Linked DNA regions of Mus musculus: regions 2, 3, 4 and 5 are each linked to region 1. The links are chromatin contacts, called in public Hi-C, HiCAR-type and HiChIP or PLAC-seq maps. All regions are on one chromosome and are shown on one strand. The core of a region is the stretch at or near the end of the contact, and the rest is flanking DNA. Distances in the headings are between cores, read along the strand shown.

Evidence for each region. Hi-C and Micro-C count contacts between places; a contact is called where the count stands out from the background. HiCAR-type assays count read pairs that join an accessible place to other places. HiChIP or PLAC-seq counts read pairs in DNA pulled down with a chosen protein or histone mark.
Region 2: a contact with region 1 is called in a Hi-C map of trophoblast stem cells, with 13 times the contacts expected there. The contact joins the promoter of Atp5j here to the promoter of Cct8 in region 1. A contact is called at or near these places in 4 of 39 promoter capture datasets (embryonic stem cells, hippocampal neurons, liver and 1 more), 32 of 484 Hi-C or Micro-C datasets (CD4 T cells, CD8 T cells, the G1E-ER4 cell line and 18 more), 17 of 115 datasets of contacts at active chromatin or transcription factors (astrocytes, differentiating embryonic stem cells, embryonic hindbrain and 7 more) and 4 of 9 other capture datasets (adipose tissue, embryonic stem cells, liver and 1 more).
Region 3: a HiCAR-type map of astrocytes shows a contact between it and region 1, with 5 times the contacts expected there. The contact joins the promoter of Jam2 here to the promoter of Cct8 in region 1. A contact is called at or near these places in 2 of 39 promoter capture datasets (hippocampal neurons and liver) and 5 of 115 datasets of contacts at active chromatin or transcription factors (astrocytes, embryonic stem cells and stem cell-derived neural progenitor cells).
Region 4: a HiCAR-type map of astrocytes shows a contact between it and region 1, with 8 times the contacts expected there. The contact joins the promoter of Sod1 here to the promoter of Cct8 in region 1. A contact is called at or near these places in 6 of 39 promoter capture datasets (the 3T3-L1 cell line, the C10 cell line, embryonic stem cells and 3 more), 8 of 484 Hi-C or Micro-C datasets (B cells, CD4 T cells, the G1E-ER4 cell line and 2 more), 11 of 115 datasets of contacts at active chromatin or transcription factors (astrocytes, embryonic forebrain, embryonic hindbrain and 7 more) and 2 of 9 other capture datasets (adipose tissue and embryonic stem cells).
Region 5: a contact with region 1 is called in an H3K27ac HiChIP or PLAC-seq map of extraembryonic endoderm stem cells, with 6 times the contacts expected there. The contact joins the enhancer-like site here to the promoter of Cct8 in region 1. A contact is called at or near these places in 4 of 484 Hi-C or Micro-C datasets (the G1E-ER4 cell line, embryonic stem cells and pancreatic cancer cells), 8 of 115 datasets of contacts at active chromatin or transcription factors (embryonic forebrain, embryonic hindbrain, embryonic stem cells and 3 more) and 2 of 9 other capture datasets (adipose tissue and embryonic stem cells).

What each region holds. Positions count from the first base shown.
Region 1 is chr16:87,494,057-87,497,770 of GRCm38.p6, forward strand. Cct8 (chaperonin containing Tcp1, subunit 8 (theta)) reads right to left here and starts at 1,813. Exons shown (of 15, transcript NM_009840.3): 1 at 1,673-1,813; 2 at 281-371. The coding sequence starts at 1,732. B130034C11Rik (RIKEN cDNA B130034C11 gene) reads left to right here and starts at 2,017. Exons shown (of 3, transcript NR_040375.1): 1 at 2,017-2,253.
Region 2 is chr16:84,832,726-84,836,288 of GRCm38.p6, forward strand. Atp5j (ATP synthase, H+ transporting, mitochondrial F0 complex, subunit F) reads right to left here and starts at 2,297. Exons shown (of 4, transcript NM_001302214.1): 1 at 2,084-2,297. It overlaps Gabpa (GA repeat binding protein, alpha), which reads left to right and starts at 2,399. Exons shown (of 10, transcript NM_008065.2): 1 at 2,399-2,818.
Region 3 is chr16:84,772,025-84,775,631 of GRCm38.p6, forward strand. Jam2 (junction adhesion molecule 2) reads left to right here and starts at 2,099. Exons shown (of 10, transcript NM_023844.5): 1 at 2,099-2,529. The coding sequence starts at 2,463.
Region 4 is chr16:90,218,492-90,222,196 of GRCm38.p6, forward strand. Sod1 (superoxide dismutase 1, soluble) reads left to right here and starts at 2,271. Exons shown (of 5, transcript NM_011434.2): 1 at 2,271-2,438. The coding sequence starts at 2,367.
Region 5 is chr16:90,258,892-90,262,639 of GRCm38.p6, forward strand. Scaf4 (SR-related CTD-associated factor 4) reads right to left here. Exons shown (of 20, transcript NM_178923.4): 3 at 3,283-3,327; 4 at 1,250-1,411. Among named protein-coding and RNA genes, the nearest start is that of Scaf4, 24 kb to the right of the region's middle. Within about 2 kb of position 1,405, at least 3 of the 459 cell types and tissues checked have an H3K27ac peak or open chromatin away from gene starts, as enhancers often do. A contact at or near this core is called in extraembryonic endoderm stem cells, where this site is marked.

The DNA.
Region 1 (3,714 bases), core at 563-3,062:
TCTAATTCAACTGGTGGTTAAAGGGAAGGAAGAGCTTCCTGATGCCGTGCTGTTTTCTGCAGACTGCTGAGCCTTTCCACAATAGTACTGGCCACTAGTGAGGATGCTGGACTTCCCTAGGACCTAACAGGGTAACAGCATCGTTTCCAATTTCTCTTTTCCCAGAAAGCTGCATTCCTGACTGAAAGTGAGAGGCACATCAATGCCACCGACCATAAAACACGTGAGGCCCGCTCTCTACGCTAACAGTCACACCACACAGCCTGAACTTGGTCATTACCATTTGGTCCGTACGCTGTGCGAGTAGTCTGAGCAAGCTCCTTGCAGGCCTGTATATTTCTATACACAGCCTCTTCTAATCCCGAGAAATGCTGAAAAAGAAAATGTCTGCTTAGGCATGATAACCAAGTTAAGAGTTTTCTACCGCAGGATACCTCTGTTGAGTATGCTTCTAAGAAACAGCCAGGATCACACAGGCAGTCATCAGACAGCCTCAGTTTCCCCCACTGGGCCTGGCTCTCTTTCCTATCTGTAAACTAATGGGATAATCAATAGCTCCTACTTGGCAGATTATTACTCACCTAGCTAAATAACAACTATTCTTCCTTCTGCCTTTTCCAGGGATTGAACACAAGAAAGCAATCTACCATTAAACTACAATCCCAGCCTACTAGTACTAGCTTTTAACCTAAATTTGGGGGATGGGGGTACTTTAAAAAAACTTGTCTTCACTATAGCCTCCATCAGTACCGATTTACACAAAGTATCTCTGTGCTGAAATGCTAGCCTGTGACAGAAATCCTTTAAATGTATCATGTCCTCAGCCAGAGTGATGGAGGAAAAGATGGAAACTGGAAGCTGTTGCTACCCCTCAAAAGGTTAACAGTGTCATTTGCAGAACTTACTAACTTACATTAAGCCCTGACATCCATTCAGTATGCCAGTTATCACTACAAAGGGGACACCACCTCTCTGTACTGCTAAGAATCCGCTATTTCTACAACTTGTAAAAATATGAAAGACAAAACAAACGTTATCTGGCAGCTTGGGGAACTCAGGACAAATCGCTCCATAAGCAATGTGACCGCTTTAAAAAAAAAAAAAAAATCACTCCTGAAACTACGGCCTATTCGATCTGGGGTGGGGCTTCATTTATCCTGTAGGCTACGACATCGGACAGTCAGAGTGAAAAGACAGTTAACAGCCTTCGGCCCGGTCTCAACTCAGAAAAGGTAAAGGAAACAGAACGTCCAGAGGAGAGTTTTCAGTAGAGCAGTGGGGATCGGACGTGTCTGGAAGGAAGCAACCAAGGGCAGGCCCAGGAGTGACCATGCCGGACTCGTGTCATCTCCATCCTACAATCCCCGGCCCTCCAACCACCCGTTACCAATTCCGTCCAAGTTCATTAACGCATCGCCAGCTCGCGTTAAGGGCGGCGCCCGTGGGCTCCATGCCGCAGACAGGGGCGTGGGGAGCTGGGATGCAAACCCGAAGCCGCCGGGGGAATAACAGAAATGCCCACCAGTTCCAGCGAGCCGGCATCCAGAGCACGCTTCCCTTTCTAGAACCTTCTCCATCCCGATCGCGGCGCGGCCGCCCGCCCGCAGGCCTGTCGCGGTCGCCACAGGCGCAGACCCACCCTCCCACCGTACAGTCCCTCCACGCCACCTACTTTGGCTCCATCCTTGAGCATCTGGGCAAAGCCCGGGGCCTTGGGGACGTGAAGCGCCATGGCTCGGCCGCAGTCCACCGCTCACGCGCTCGCTCCGAGACGCCGAGGAAGCAAGGGGCGCCGCGCACTGCCTGCTGGGAATGGGCCTCGGCGCCGCCTCGCGTCCCCCTACTTCCGGTCGCCCCGCCCCTTCAACCTGCAGCGTCTCTGAAATATCGCGAGAACCAGAGGTTCCAGCAGACAGACCTGATCTGCCGATTCCCGATCAAAGCGGACGATCAGGCCGAACCCAGAGCGTGCATGCTCCCTTCGTGTCCCTTGTCCTAAGTTAATGAGTAAACTTTGGTTAGGACGTTTGGCTTGTGATATTTCGGTGGCGGACACCCAACGTCTTATCCTTCACTTAAACTTAATCCTGCAGACCCAGCACCGGGGCAGGTTAGCCTTTTCTTCTCCAAGCTCACCCGCCCTCGCCCCTATAAACTACCAATGGACATCCTCTGTGTTGGTCACTGGGAAGCACTGAAGGCTCGAAGGTGATCTTTGAAATAGCATGGAGGATTGCAACGCGTGGACTGCACGTGCGTAGCAGAGCTAAGCGGTTTGCTTAAGTGCAGTTATCTTTGTTATTGGTCAAATTTAAGAATGAATATTAATCTCCATTTTATGGAAGGGAAGTTGATAACCACAATTCAGTGGTACGCAGAGGTCACCAGGCCAATAGATATTACAGCGACGATTTCTACCCTAGATGGGCAGATTACAAAGTGGGAATAGTTAACCACTTTATCTATATCTATATATCTATATAGATATTCTCTACTCCCCCAGAATCTTTTTCACAAACATTTCTATGTAAATAGAATAACTTCATAGAGAAAGTAAAACACTCTTACAATAAAAAAATACAAAAAAATGGAAGCATCTCCTGCCCTTGCAGAAAAATATGAAACGCTTTGGTGAGTCGTTGGACATAGAGAAATTAAGATTTTCTTTACATTGGGACAGACTCATAATTGCAACCGTACTATCAACTGCAATTTTTTTTTCTATTAAACATTTTAAATATGTAACCATGGGACTGAAGGAGCTGAAGGGGTTTGGAGCCCCATGGAGGGAGCAACAGTGTCAACAGGCCAGTTCCCCTAGAGCTCCCAGGGACAGGACAACCAACCAAAGACTAAACATGGAGCAACCCATGGCACTGGCCACATATGTGGCAGAGGATGGCCTTGTTGTACATCAGTGGGAAGAGAGGCCCTCAGGCCTTAGGGTGTTCAATGCACCATTTGTAGGGAAATGCCAGGGTGGGAGGATGGGAGTGGGTGGGTGGGGGAGCACCCTCATGGAGGCAGGAGGAGTGGGGATGGGATAGGGGGTTTCCGAAGGGGAGACCTGAAAAGTGGAAAACATTTGAAATGTAAATAAAGAAAATATCCAAGAAAAAGAAAAGAAAAGAAAAAGGAAAAAAAAATGTAACCATGAAAATACTTTCTTGTCACCGAACACAAGGTAAGTGAGCCAATTATATTGGAAGACAGAGCAAACGTTCAGTGGTTCTCAAAGATTGGTTTTGACACCTCCGAGGCTCTCCAACGCCCTTTCAGGGCCCATGACTACGCAAGTGTTTTCATAGTAATACAGAGCTGTCTCCTCTTCCTGTGGGGAGCTGTGAAGGCCTGCTGGGTGTTCAGTATGTCACAGTATGAATGTGAAAAGCACAAGGAGCCACTTACACTCTTTGTCGTCCACTAAGCCACATATAAAATATTTGGGGAAAAAATTGAGAATATCAGTCCTCAAGAGAGACATTTTCAATAATGTTATGTTAGCCTTCAGTGTTCACTGCTATATTTTTATATTAATGTTAAATAGTTTGATTTATAATATTAACAATCAATGGTTACTACGATACCCATTAAAAACAATCATTGGGTGACTCTGTTTAAACTTCTATGTGGATTCTATGTCTGCAAAGTACATGACACCTGAGAGGTAAGACAGTCGAAGATTCCCTCATGGATTTGCTAGGAAAAACTAAA
Region 2 (3,563 bases), core at 1,047-3,546, 2.7 Mb before region 1:
TTCACATTATAGAGAAAGTATGGACAAGAATTTAAAAATCTTTACGTTAATTTGACAGTTATTTCTCTTGAATTTAGTAACATCACCAATTACAAAAATGGTGGTGGAGGGGTAGTGTTGTTTTGTTCCGTTTTGATTTTAAAGCCAGGACTGGCATCAAGCTTATGAGGCTGGCACTGGGGAGGCAGGCAAAGGCCAACCTTCTGGAGCTCACTTGGCAACCTGGTCTTTTTGGCAAGATCCTGGATACGGACCGATTATGTCTCAAAAAGCAATGTGCACAACCTGAAGATAAACAGCGGAGGCTGATCCTGGCCATTGGAGAAACACAGGCAGAAGTGTCCACATACATATGCACACATAGATACATAGATGGATAGATGGATGGATGGACAGATGGATGGATGGACTGACAGAAATGCACAGAGGGTTTTGAGTGGTACCACTAATAGTTCAAGAATCGTTAACTATATGGCAGCTGATTGGCATAATGGTTATTAAACATATGTGAAGGGAGAGAGTGTATAATTTTCGCTACAAGGGCACAATTCCTGTCTGAAGATAATTTTGGCTGTCCTGAATAAGTTGAATGAAGGTGGCCTATAGTGGGTAAAGTTCGGGCACACTGCTATACTCCCTACAACATGAAAGATAGCAATCTTCCCTATTCTCATTTTGAAGAGTTATCTAAAGTGTCAATAGTACCAACTTCAACAAACCTGGTATAACATTTAGTACTGCTGAAAAAAAAATCAAATAAGCACGAGTTTTCATTCACCGATCCCGATAAAAATAAAACATTTGAGGAAATCAATGCCATTCATACTCTACCAGAGAATTATACAGGCGAAAGAGCTACAGGCAAGTAGACAAGACTTTATAATAAGAACACCACACTTGATTCATCCTGGAAATCTAGGAACACACTTAAGACATAATTAGTAAGGTATCAAGAATTCTTTAGCCCTAAAAATACTGTAAAATACTTCCATATTGTCCACTTAGGAAATACTCTCTAAGTGTTAGGGGAAGGTGCTTCTTTCAGTCTTGCTTATAGGTGATTAAAAAAAATATGTCTAAAGAAGGTTGTTTACCTAACATTCCACAGTCAACCTGCTCCCAATCTAACTGCCAAGACGGTCATTTCTTCTACAAGACAGGGAAAATACATTTTCACTTTCAATAACGCACCATCCCAAACAATGATTTCCAATCCCCACGTCTAATTTAGCGTACTCTCTGAACCCCAAACATACATGTATACTCACCTCCTAAGTCCTACTCAATCGTTCTAACAGTGACCACATTCTCTCTTACCAAAACTACTTGTTGTTTCTCCTTCACTGCCTTTCACTTTTTCAGATTAAATAGAGAATGCGATCTGTTCATGATCACACGGAAGACAAATGGCATCCTAAGTGTAGAACACCATTTGGGACAAATTCCGTACTGAATTAATATCCTGCACTAGCTTGCTGCTTGTTAGAGGTCTGATAGTAACAATATTGGGGAAAGCATGGTGGGGGTGGGGGTGGGGTAATCAAAGTTCAAACCCAGAGGTGTAGCTTTGGGAAGGCGCACGGCTCTCCTATTTATAGCGGTTGACTGACCAGCCTAGCCGAAGGCTAGTCCCTTTGCTGCTCGTGAGTATCTAATCATAAAGTCAATCGACAAAGCATGACTTCTAGATTGGATATAAAACTTTTAGGATATCACCATCGCCCTTTCCTGTCTTAGGAGGCTCGATCGCCGCCTGCATTATTCACAAGCCTGTGGCGCGCCGTGACCTTGGGCTGCCCCAGGCGGGCTGCAGGCTCACCACCCCGTCTTTTCTGCTTTTCGAGTCGGCCCGCTCTGCTCCCAGGAGAGCATTCACGGTCTTATTTAGTGAGCGTAAGGCAAATCTGAATACCCAGCAGGGCCGAGGTCACCTGTGACCCCAGGCCAGGCCAGGACGGTGCCAAGGACACGGGGCTGCGCTCTACTCCCAGGGCAAAGGTGACGGGCAGCCCTCTCTCCTCGTGAAGAAACCCAGAAGCTCAGTCCCAGGAGGCCGAGCTAGCCCAGTTACCCTCCCAGTCACCTTGCACTGAGTCCCGAGCTGCCAGAGTCACCGCCGCCGCCACCGTTCTACTTCCGGCCCTGGCTCCGCCTACACACGCCTACCCGCCATCGCAAGGCACTATGGGCCGCGGCTTCAGTCGTTCGACGCTCACCGGACAGGAAGCGCCTCGAAGGGAGTCTGCGACCGGACGCCTCTAGGTGAGACAGAAGCCAAACAGGAGGAGGAAGTGGAGGGTAAGTGCTTCCGGGTCCCTCAGCTAAGACTCCGCCATCTTTCCTACACTTTAACTTCACCCCCTTTTCCCTCTTGGAGACACTGCACTGTACGCATGCGTATTCTGGCCTGTCCCCTAGTTCAAGCTCCCTTCGGAGTCAGCGTCCCGATCCTTGGGGTTGGGGAGGTGGATGTAGGGTGGGGGTACAAAGGAGCGCGTAAAAACCAAAACCAAAACAAAACAAAAAACCAAAGCGGCTGGGGGGCGTTTGTGCCTCGTGAGCCCCGTCGTCGCGGGCGTTTCGGGCCGCGCAGCCTGCTGGGAGTTGTAGTTCCAGGCCCGGGGGTGCCTGGGAGGCGGGAGAGGGGCTGGGGTTCCTTAGCGCCGATTCCACGGGAAGGGCCCCGGGACCTTACCCTGCTACTCGCGGGAGCGGCGCGGCTCGCCCGGAGAGGCGCTGTACCTGGAGCCCGCGCCGCCGCCGTTCCCAGCCGGCTGTGGAAGCGCGGGCTAGGGCCACGGGACGAATTCCGGAGCTGGTGAGTTGCGGACGCGGGCTGGCGGGGAGCGCGGGCCCGCGCGGGCGGCCTGGTTCCGGGGCTTGTCCCCCCCCGCGGCCGCCTCTGTGTTTTGTTTCCGCTGGGTCCCCGGCGCTGCGACTCCCATTTCCGTTCGTGGAGACTTGAGGGAGCCTGGTGGGGAGGGGCGGGAGAGGCTGTGCGGGAAGCCGAGGGGAGGGGCGCGGGGAGCGGCGTGGCCCGGGCCGCGTTGCGGGACGCGGCGGAGTCGCCCGTCGCACGGGCGCGGTCCAGGCTCGGCGCGCTGGCCGAGCGCACAGCCCCGGGCGCTCCCGGGTCTCTCGGGAAGATGCCAGACCTGTCTGTCACCCGAGTCAGCCATCCCCGCACTAGCAGTACCGATTGCCCTTCTGGAACTGTCCTAGAGTCGCATCGGTGCAATCGTTCTAATGCATAGGATGACTTTCTGCGTCTTTCCCGAAGATGTCAGTGAAAGTTACTGTACCTTGCCAACTTCCCCCACTCCTCCCCCCGACCTTTTTTGGGGGTTGGTGTAGTGCAGTGAACACAACGATGGAGTTTAGGGGATTCCACCCTTAGGGTCCACAGCATAGAGAATGGTGCCAGCGCATCGTTTCACGATGACAAACAGTCATTTGAAACTAAATCCTTAGGTAGGCCAGTGAGATGGTTCGACAGGTAAAGGCACTTGCTGCCGAGCCAGACTGTTCAGCCTCTGGAATCCAGATGGAAGGAGGAGAGAACT
Region 3 (3,607 bases), core at 849-3,348, 2.7 Mb before region 1:
TGGTTGACATTACATTTAAAGTTTATATTTACTATGCTTGAGAGACCAAAAAAAGAAAAAAAATGCCTCTAACATGCAAGGCCTTAGCTTGTACAGGCTCTACCCTACAAGCCCACTTCTCCCAGACATTAAAGATTAATCTTAAAGAGACTGGTCGTATAAAATTTGCTGTTCTAGCAAGTAGTAGGTCAACTTCAATTTCTGCCTTCGTAATCAAACTTGATTACTCTGCTCAAAAAATATGACTAGGACCAATACAAAACATATATGTTAAATTAGACGCTGCCTATAGGTATAATCGTGTGGGGTTTGCCTTTGTATGCCTTAGGCTGCTTTGTCTAGAGGCTGTGTCTTGGGATCACTCTCAGATGCTGTTTTGGCAAACAAATAAACAAAAACAAAAAACACCCTCTTTCTATTAAAATTTATTTATGGTCATGGTGAATCTCTGAGTGACCCCAGACCCATAAAACACCAACAACAAAATGACAGATTAATCTAAGAAAACAGATTAAACAGTCTCTAAAGAGGCACATGCGTCTCTCACTCTCAACATCAGAACCACTGAAGCAAACAATGCCAAGGCAATGGATATTTCCCCAAGGCATCTCATCCGAGAGAAGGGGGAGGCGCCATCTAGAGGGGCCACTCACAATTCCCGTGGTTCTAAGAACCTGTCTTACCACCCTATAGGACGAGACTGAAGACCAGACAATGGCTTAGATGTGGGCTGCATGGATGTGTGGATCCTTGGCTCTGTATTTTATCTCACTTCAGGGCCCCAAAGACAGACTTGGGGTTCACTGGAACTCTACAATGTGGCTATATCGAATCAATCAATCAATCAATCAATATCTCTCCCTTTCTCTTCTCAGTTTTCACGACTAATTTGACTCTTTTAATTGGATTGTCAAGGACAATTGACTTAACCTGTCTCTGAGCACAGGCCTTAAGTCTTTTTTTTTTTTTTTTTTTTTTTTTGCCTTAAGTCTTAAGTTAGATGACACCCTTACTCCCTTACTGTTTGTGAGTTTGGGCTACCAGCTCCATTTTTGCCTTTTTTTTTTTTTTTTTTTTTAACTTTGCTTTTCTTGCCCTCAGGGGTCTTCTGTCCCCTCCCCTTCCCCATGAGGGCCAAAGCTTTCATCACTGTTGCCCAGGCAACAGTGGGGATGCCTCATTCCTCACAGCTCTGCATATCTAAGTATATCTTAAGCCTTTGTCCGCAAGGCTGGCTCAATTCTTTGTAAGTGGTCCACCACTAAATCAGCCATCCTCTACACATAATTATTTATTATTTAGCTTTATTTAAAACGATTTTAAAAAATGTCTTCACCTGACAACGGCCTTTACACAGACGGGTCAATTTTCTTGAATGCCCCAGCCATCAGTTCTGGAGAGGAAATGTGAAAATCGCCTTTGCAAGTGCACGCTTCCGAAGTGCGGGTCAATTTTAAAGCACGCACTGGAGCATTCATAATGGATTTCCCTTTTAAAAGCACATGAGACCAAAAATAAACCTGACAAAAGGGCAGCTGTAGAGTTTTAACATGTGGAAAACTCCACAGGCGGCAGTTACATAACGGGGAAGAAACAAGATAAATATTTCACACCGTTAGATGAACTTCCAGATGACAACTAAGAAGCCAAGAGCCCAGAACACACCTTAACTCTCTAAGGGGTTGGGGGGACGGGGAGGACGGACTTGAAGCCAGAAGAGGCTAAGCCTGATGATAAAATCTGGGACCTGACTTGCAACTTGAGTGATGCCTTTGTCCCCCGCCCCCTCCGCCCCTCCCCACCCCCCCTTTCTAGAGGCAGGGGCTGAGCTCATGCCCCTATACTTTAAGAGCGCTTCGCCAGCGGTTTTGTCCGCTAGATAGAAATTTTCCAAAAAATATCTCCCACGCTAGGCAAAACACTGAAAAGGAAGTTTTTTTGCGCCAAGAGGAGAGACATGGCGAGACAGACCGAGCCACTACCGCTCCCAACACACACACACCCTGCCCATCCCACCCGGCTGCGCTCCTCCTGCCCCCAGCTCCTCGCCCTGGGGACAGCTGGCAGCCTAGCGCGGGACTAGACACAAAGCGGATCAGTCTGGGGGCGGGGGGCCGACCTGCAGGGTTCTCCCTCAAGAGGCTAGTCCTCTGCCGCCACTCGCTTAGGACCCTGCGGACACCGCGTCCCGCGTCCACGCCCTCCCCTCAACCCTCTTCCACCCTTCAAAAGAAGGACTGTCCCAGACACCACGTCCTAGGGCCAGAAGACCTGCCCCCACGACAGTCGCTGGAGACACCCCAGACCGGAGAGACTGACATCGGGACAGGACCCGCCCCTCTGCTTCCACCTCTCAGGGACCTCCTCTGCTCCGCCGCCGGGCGAAGTGCTGGGAGACCCAGCCGCCTGTCGCGCTCCTGCAGGGGGACCCTCAGCTAGGCAGCCAGCTGGCGCCCGCGTAGATGGCGAGGAGCCCCCAAGGCCTCCTGATGCTGCTGCTGCTACACTACTTGATCGTCGCCCTGGACTGTAAGTCTCTGGGGTAACAGTCCTTTCCACCCTCCGGTCTGGCTATACCAGCCTCCGGGACCCTCGCCTGCAGGCATGGCGCTCAGTGCTAGGGGGTCTGTCTCGGGGCGCCAGGCTTTGCAGTCTGGGAGCACGGAGGGTAATCTGGATGAGGGCAGGCTCTGGGCAGGGAGACTGAAGTCCTGTGCGTCTTGTAAATAGTGTTGGATCTGGGCAGTTAAGAATTGAAGAAAACAGACGATCCTCATCTCCTTGCAAAGTCCGAGGAAGTTTTCAAAGACACCGGGACGTGATCAGAATGCAAAACTCTCTAAGTATTCAAGATGCGAAGAGCCCAAGAAAGATGGCATCCGGGGTTGGCGAAGGCCACTCTTAAGTAGCTGCGGCTGAGGGATCAGTGGTTACGGTCCCAGCTGCCCCGGGCAAGGTGCTGGGTAAAGCACTTTAGAGGCGGTAGCGGGGTGAAATTAGCTGAGCCCCAGTAGCTTTTCGCCTTTACGCCTGCAAAACCGGCTTAGAGAAGTCTGTCCGCTCCAGCCAGCTGCCGTGTCCTCAGGGGATGTCCAGCCAGCGGGACTGGCTGTTAGGATTGTTAGAAAGGCGCAGGCGATGAATGAGCGAGCTGGCAGCTGGCATAGCTGCGGAGGCGTCCCAAAGCCAGTTTAGTTTCTCTGGGTACTTTGAAAGAGGATTTGCGCGGGTGCTGGCCTAATGTGATTTGAAATTTGATTTTTGTTTTCTTCGCGTTAACTTTTTAGGAAAAGGTAGGAAATTACTATCTATTTTTAAGTGAGGAAGTCCTTGTTGTTGTTGTTGTTGTTGTTGTTGATGATGATGATAAACACCCTCCCCCTCCCTGTTATCTTTTGTTCTGTTGGTTTCTTCACTAGGGAGGGGTAAATGTGTTATTGTTGAGGTTCAAGTTCTAGTCACAGTACTTAATAGTAGTTCAATTATTCTGCCCGACGAACGTCTTAACACTAACGCTGAGGCTTTTTCTCAGACCAAAGTGATGGGGGCTCACAAAACGATTTGCCGCTCAGAACCCGAACAGGGTGCCTGCTGACTCAGGGGGAGG
Region 4 (3,705 bases), core at 1,021-3,520, 2.7 Mb after region 1:
GTTTCAATATTCTAAGCCCTGCCTCCTGAGTGTAGCAGAACATGAGGATGTATGCATGAGCTCTTGGGAGACCACAGAGATTTCAACCTTAAGAAGACACCATGTTCTTTTTAGTTAAGAATTTCCCTTCTCAGCCGGGCAGTGGTGGTACATACCTTTAATCCCAGCACTTGGGAGGTAGAGACAGGCAGATTTCTAAGTTTGAGGCCAGCCTGGTCTACAGAGTGAGTTCCAGGACAGTCAGGGCTACACAGAGAAACCCTGTCTCGAAAAAAAAAAAAAAATCCCTTTCTCTGGCTATAAGGATGGCTCAGTGGTTAAGAGCACTGACTGCTCTGCCAGAGGTCCTGAGTTCAAGTCCCAGCAACCATCTGTAATGGGAAATAATGCACTCTTCTAGTGTGTGTCTGAAGACAGCTGTAGTGTACTCATATAAATAAAAAATAAATCCTAAAAAAAAAAAGAATTCCCTTCCTCTTATTGATACCCTTTCTTGTCTCTAGGGACCCCCCATATATCTTTCTAGACATTTCTGAGAACTCATGTAAATACATGCTGAGCCCCCTCTTTGTAGTTTGTAACCTTTGCTCATTCCATACCATTTTAACAAATATTTTCCTTGAAACACTATTTCTCACCCATTGCATGGAGGTATCACATAGGACTTTATCAGGCATCCTGTTCTCCAGTGTGTGGCTTAGAGCCAGTGGAATGCACGGCGTGTCCGAGAACCACTTCACACAGGGAAGAGAATACAGATTTTTACTCAGCAAGTAACACCAGCTGGGAATGGTGGGGCAGACAAGCAATCCTAGTTACTAGGGATGCTGAGGCAGGAGGATCTTAAATTCAAGTTTAGTCCCTATCTCAAAAATTAAAAAAGAACCCCTCTAACCCCAGCAACTGAGAGGCAGAGGCCAGGGAGATCTCTGTGAGTTCAAGGTCAGCCTGTCTGTTCTACACAATGAGTTCCATGAGAGCCAAAGGTACACAGTGTGATATTTTTAAAAAGGTATGTGTGTCTTTTTTTTTTTCAAATTTTTATTATTTTCTTCATTTACATTTCAAATGCTATCTGGGGAGTCCCCTATACCACGCCCCCCTGCTCCCCTCCCCACCCACTCCCACTTCTTGGCCCTGGCATTCCACTGTACTGAGGCATATAAATTTGCAAGACCAAGGGCCTCTCCTCCCAGTGATTGTCGAGTTGGCCATCTTCTGCTACATATGCAGCTAGAAACACGAGCTCCGGAGGTACTGGGTAGTTCATATTGTTGTTCCACCTATAGGGTTGTAGACCCCTTCAGCTCCTTGGGTACTTTCTCTAGCTCCTCCATTAGGGGCCCTGTGTTCCATCCAATAGATGACTGTGAACATCCACTTCTGTATTTGCCAGGCACTGGCAAAGCCTTACACGAGACAGCTATATCAGGGTCCTTTCAGCAAAATCTTGCTGGCATACGCAATAGTGTCTGCATTTGGTGGCTGATTATGGCACGGATCTCCAGGTGGGGCAGTCTCTGGATGGTCCATCCTTTTGTCTCAGCTCCAAACTGTGTCTCTGTAACTCCGTCCATGGGTATTTTGTTCGTTATTTTAAGGAGGAATGAAGTATCCACACGTTGGTCTTCCTTCCTCTTGATTTTCTTGTGTTTTGCGTGTGTGTGTGTGTGTGTGTGTGTGTGTGTGTGTCTTAACTGGCAGAGCACTTGTCTGTCATGCAGGGGGCGGGGTGGGGGGTGGGGACTGTCTAATCTCCAGCTCTAGTAACAAAAATAAAAGAAGTAAAAAATAAGTAAGAAACGGGGGTGTGTCTAGAGATAGAACATGGGCTTTACACATTTTAGACATCATGAGAAAATAAAGCTGGAAATGACACTGGGCATCCATCTTGGCGCATCTCAACTTTCACACTGCAACCGAGGCGCGCTGTGCAAAGTCAGTGACAATCCGCATTTCCAGACACAGTGGGTTCAGACCTTCCAGGCGCGCACGCGGGCCTCGTGTTCTCGGTTTCCGCGGCGACTCGGCCGACGTCACAGTTAGAAGACAATAGCGACTTTCCCCGCTCAGGCTCCTCGGGAACTTTCTCAGTCCGCACGCTCCAGGAGCCGGAGCTACCCTCCGCCCCGCCCCCAGCGTGCCCCGCGGCCAGGGAGCTCCACGAAGGGCGGGCGGAGGCCGCGGGTAGCGATTGGTTCCGTGCCAAGGTGGGCGTGGTCAGACTCAGGCCTATAAAAGCTCCGTGGCGCCAGGGCCTCGTTTTTTTGCGCGGTCCTTTCCTGCGGCGCCTTCCGTCCGTCGGCTTCTCGTCTTGCTCTCTCTGGTCCCTCCGGAGGAGGCCGCCGCGCGTCTCCCGGGGAAGCATGGCGATGAAAGCGGTGTGCGTGCTGAAGGGCGACGGTCCGGTGCAGGGAACCATCCACTTCGAGCAGAAGGCAAGGCCCGGGGCGCGGGGCGCAGGCCGCGGTGACGCGGCGCACCTGTGCGGGAGCACGCCACGCCCCCGCCACGGCCTGAGCCCGCTAAGTGCTGAGTCACCGTGGCCTGGGGCAGGGGCTGGGCGCCGGGAAGCGAGGCCCGGGGCGCCGCGGGGCCTTCCGGGCGGGCGGGGGCCTCCCCGCGCCCCGGAGCGGCTGGGCCTGCCCGGGAGAGCCGGCTTGGCATCCGTTATCCTTCTGGGGCTGCTGCTTTTCCGGTGTCCGTGTCCCACAGGCTCAGAGCCCCGTGGCCACCGGCTGCGATTGTTGTAAGAATATTTGAACCCGGTGGTGCCAGACCGGACTAAGGCCGCAGGACGCGTTTGCGGCACTTTAAAGCAAAGTCCTGGGCTGTTCTGTACTAGGTCAGGGTCGTGTCGCAAGGCGGAAAGAAAGAGATGGCCTTGGACAGCCGTCCCTTGCTTTGCACTCCAGAGAGAGACCCGGCTGTGGGTTTTTTCTACCACAGCGAGTTTCTGAGCACATTTTGGAAAAGTACATAGAGATATTTTCGAAAATACTGTGACCCTGCAAAAACACATGCGTCACAGGGAAGATGTGTGTGGTAAGGTTGTGTCCAGAGCCTTAGGGAGGTTACCGTTGTTGTATTCACCTTAATCCCGAGAGAATATTTGATAAATGAGCGTTATGTGCTCTCTGAAGTGGTGGACATACGTGTGAGAAGGCAGACACCATAGTGAATCCCAAGTGTTTGGTTTACGACGAGAACTGATAACGGCAATTTAGAGTTTTTCGTAACTAGCCTCGTTTCCAGCAGTTTCTTGGCATTGAAATGCGTTTTGTTGTTTTCCTGTGGAAGTTTTTTGTTTTTGTCTTTTTCTCCTCCCCACGTAATTCACTGTGAGAAAGACGAAGTTCGGCTGGGTCTTACCCCTGTGTGTGGGTTTCTGTCATCTTCCACCATGCCATGCCAGAGCAGCTCGCACTATTTTTGTGACGCTGCAAACTACACATCGCTGGTGCCCTTTGTACCCAATGAAACGATAGTTAAGCATTCCAGATTGGCAGTTGTAATCAAAGCTGGTTGATTTAACCTGTTGCCAACTTTTCAGAATCAGATTTTTCTACCCAAAGTTCATATTCCCTTATTCTGTTGCAAAAGTTGGACATTTAAAAAAAAAAAAACCTAAAAAATGATTGTCCTTGCTTGTTGGTCGGTTGCTCTTACATTTTCTCCCTATTGCTACACTTTCTGGAGCAGTAC
Region 5 (3,748 bases), core at 155-2,654, 2.8 Mb after region 1:
TAATGTATCATATCTGATTTTAAAGAGAATTACTGTTTCATAAGGGAAAAAATCCACCAGAACTATTACCCAGTTAAACTCAAATTAACCTTTTCTCGGTGGTATGATCCAATGAAAAGGAATATAAACAGAATACACAGCTAGCAAATACAAAGGAAGGTAAACACGTCAAGAACCATTTCTAATGCTCTTATACAGACTCTGCAAACCCACAACGCCTCTCCTCATGCAAATGTCGCTACTCTCAGACACGGGCACTTTCCCTCTCTCTCTGGTTTGACCAAACCAAGTTCCCTTTTCTGTTACATAACTTCTTTAAGAATTAAGAGAAACTAAAGCAGCAGGTTAAGTTAGTGTTAGTGATGTTTACTGTGAATTCCCACCTATTTAGAATGCATGTATCGTTCATGTTCGTTCCTTCTTTCTTTCAGTGAAACTGTGTGTGTGGTGTGTGTGTGTGTATGGTGTGTGGTGTGTGTGTGGTGTGTGTGTGTGGTGTGTGTGTGGTGTGTGTATGTGTGTGTGTGGTGTATATGTGTGTGTGGTGTGTGTGTGTATGTATGTGTGTGTTGCAGTCTTACTGCAGATTAATCACTTGCATGTGTGAATGTTGGGGAAGAACAAATCTGGGTCTTCTAGAGTATGCAAAACCCTGGTGAGTATTTTCTCTCACACAGAGTTGTTGTCTGTCTTCCTTCTGTAGCTTCAGCTTGCTGTTATTAGCAATCTGCCCACTAAGTGCTGAGATCAAAGGATATGTGTCTCCATGCCCACTAGCAATATGTTCTTTAAGGAAAGATAATGCTTCCTGAACAACCTTTGCTAGTTTCTTTTAACTGCAGGATATGTAACATGAAATGTGTAGTGTACAGCGCCTAGCTGTTGGCTGTTGTTACCACGCCGTTTAGAAGAGGCTTCCCATGCACAGAGGTAAGGCACTCCTCACTCGCCAGCAAGCTCTGCTCTGCTCTGCTCAGGATCTATAACTCTGGCTCCTTCTATGATTCAACATTATAAAAGTCCTTGTACAGAGGCCAAGTGACTTCTCCATTTCACATATAAGCAAGAATAGGAAATGACCACCGTAGAAAAAACTGACCTTACAATTCAAGATCAGTACATGAAGATATCACCCAGTAACATAAATAACAAGTGTCAACAACGTGAACGTAAGCATTGTGTGAGAAATATAAAGAGGAAATAAGCTGGACAAAATGCAAAATGTTAGCTTGTTACGTTTTAACCATACCTTATCTTCAGATGGACAAAGATATAAATACTGGAATGTAGCAGTTATATTTTTAGAGAATCTTGGCCCAAAAACATCTTTATCAGTTCCAAACTGGTGCCGAGACTGTCTCACGATGGAGTCGATGACATACAGGCCTGGAACCTTATATTCTGGCTTACACTGCAAAGGGGAGGAGACAAGCTTAGACCAAGGAAAGTGGAATCAGGAGGTGCAATGGTGTATGCCTCCATGCCCAGTATTCCAGAGGTGAATCTGACCCAATCTGGTCTACTTAGTGAGTTCCTGCCCATCCAGGGCTACAGAGTAAAACTGTCTGGAATTAGAAAGGGAGAAAGAAAAGAAAGAGGGAAAGGGAAGGAAAGGAAAAGTAACGACAAAGCCCAAGCACATCCACCACCCACTATGTCACACATCAGCTCGCAGCTCGCCACATGCACTGCGCACTGTGCAGCAGCTGCTCACGTGCTCCAGCCATCTCTCTATCTGGCTGTCAGTGTCACATCTGTCAATAGTGACACTCTTTGTTACTTCAAAGTAGCTCTCAGGACTTTGTTTCCCCAAATCCTTGACTTCACTTCCAAAACTTTCCAGAGCCACTTTACCAACCCACTTTCCTACAATTCAGTCATTCTGAGTCTTGAATAACTTCCTGAAGTTACTAAAACATACTTTTAAACATGCTAGTTTTACTTCTGTTAAAATATGTACCAGAGACTTCGAGGCCAGCCTGGTCTACAGAGTGAGTTCCAGGACAGCCAGGGCTGTACAGAGAGACCCTGTCTCAAAAAAACCAAAAACAAACAAAATATGTACCAGAGAAATAAAAAGTAAGAGGAAGAGTCATTTGGGTCTATAAATTTGACAAAGGAAACAACCAACCAAGTATTAGAAAAACAGGCATTTATATAGGAAAAGACATAGCCCTTTGTGGAAGGCAAGCAATTCAGCAACAAAAATAAAGCCTTAGTTGGGCGTGATGGCGCAAGCCTTTAATCCCAGCACTTGGAAGGCAGAGGCAGGCGGATTTCCGAGTTCGAGGTCAGCCTGGTCTACAGAGTGAGTTCCAGGACAGCCAGGGCTACACAGAGAAACCCTGTCTCAAGACAACAATAAAACCAAAACCAAACAAATAAAAAAACCTAAGACCACTCTCAGTTCACTCCTGAAAAAGACATGCTAATCATTCATACACACACACACACACACATACACACACACACTTACTTTAAGACAACACACAACTAAAGACAGCTTAATGATGATGGTAACAGAGAAAAGTCAGGGAAAATAAAAAGTAACTTCACCTGAAAAACTGACCTGAAAATCAAATGTCAACAGAGCAGATGAGGCAGAGTATAGAATGGCAGGCTCTTAGGGCTGGGACCAACACTATTCTCAGCTATGACAGAGCCCAGCACCAACCTCTCACCAATACTCAATGAACGGCAGAAATATGGGAAAAATACCTTTTAAAACTTCTCAGTGCTTAAAAGAAATTCAGTAAATATTTTTTAAAAAAAACAGTTACTGTGGACTGGAGAGATGGCTCAGTGGTTAAGAGCACTGGCTGCTCTTCCAGAGGTCCCGAGTTCAAGTCCCAGCAATCACATGGTGGCTCACAACCATCTGTAATGGGATCTGATGCCCTCTTCTGGTGTGTCTGAAGACAGTGACAGTGTGCCCACATATAGAAACAAATAAATCTTAAAAACAAAACATGTATCATATATGCGTGTTTTGTCTGTTTATGTATATATGTGTACCATGTGCATATCTGGTGCCCAGAGCCCAAAGAAGGCAAAGACTCCCTCACCCTGCAGTTCTGGAAGAGTGTCAGCGGCCCTTGTGGGTGCTGGGCATGGAGCCCAGGTCTTCTGGAAGAGGTTCCACTGCACTCACCTGGTTGAGCCATGGTTCCAACCCCAATAACTGCTTTTTTTCTAGAGTGTTTTTTAGAAGCATGCATTCAAATTTCAATTCACATATATAAATAACTGCTTATCATAAACATGCAGGAATGCAATAGTTACCTTTTTGATGAACTTTTCTACTATTTGAACAACGTGCTTATAAAGCTGAAAAAGAACATAAAATTAGTTTATACATTTTTATATTTTCTACAATTCAAAACACTGAAATTGTCAACTTAAAAAAATTAGCAATTAACTCAAAGAGCTATCAGAAATAGTTCACAATCAACAACTTTAAAAAATCTTGGGCTGGAGAGATGGCTCAGAGGTTAAGAGCACTGACTGCTCTTCCAAAGGTCCTGAGTTCAATTCCCAGCAACCACATGGTGGCTCACAACCATCTGCAATGTGATCTGACGCCCTCTTCAGGTGTGTCTGAAGACAGCGATGGTGTACTTATATACATAAATAAAACATCTTGAGAAAGAAATTCATCTAAACAAAACTACCCACTCTTCTTCAAGGCCAATGTCCTTTCTTAACTGATCAGTCTCCATGTATGAAGACATGAGGTTATTTCACCAGG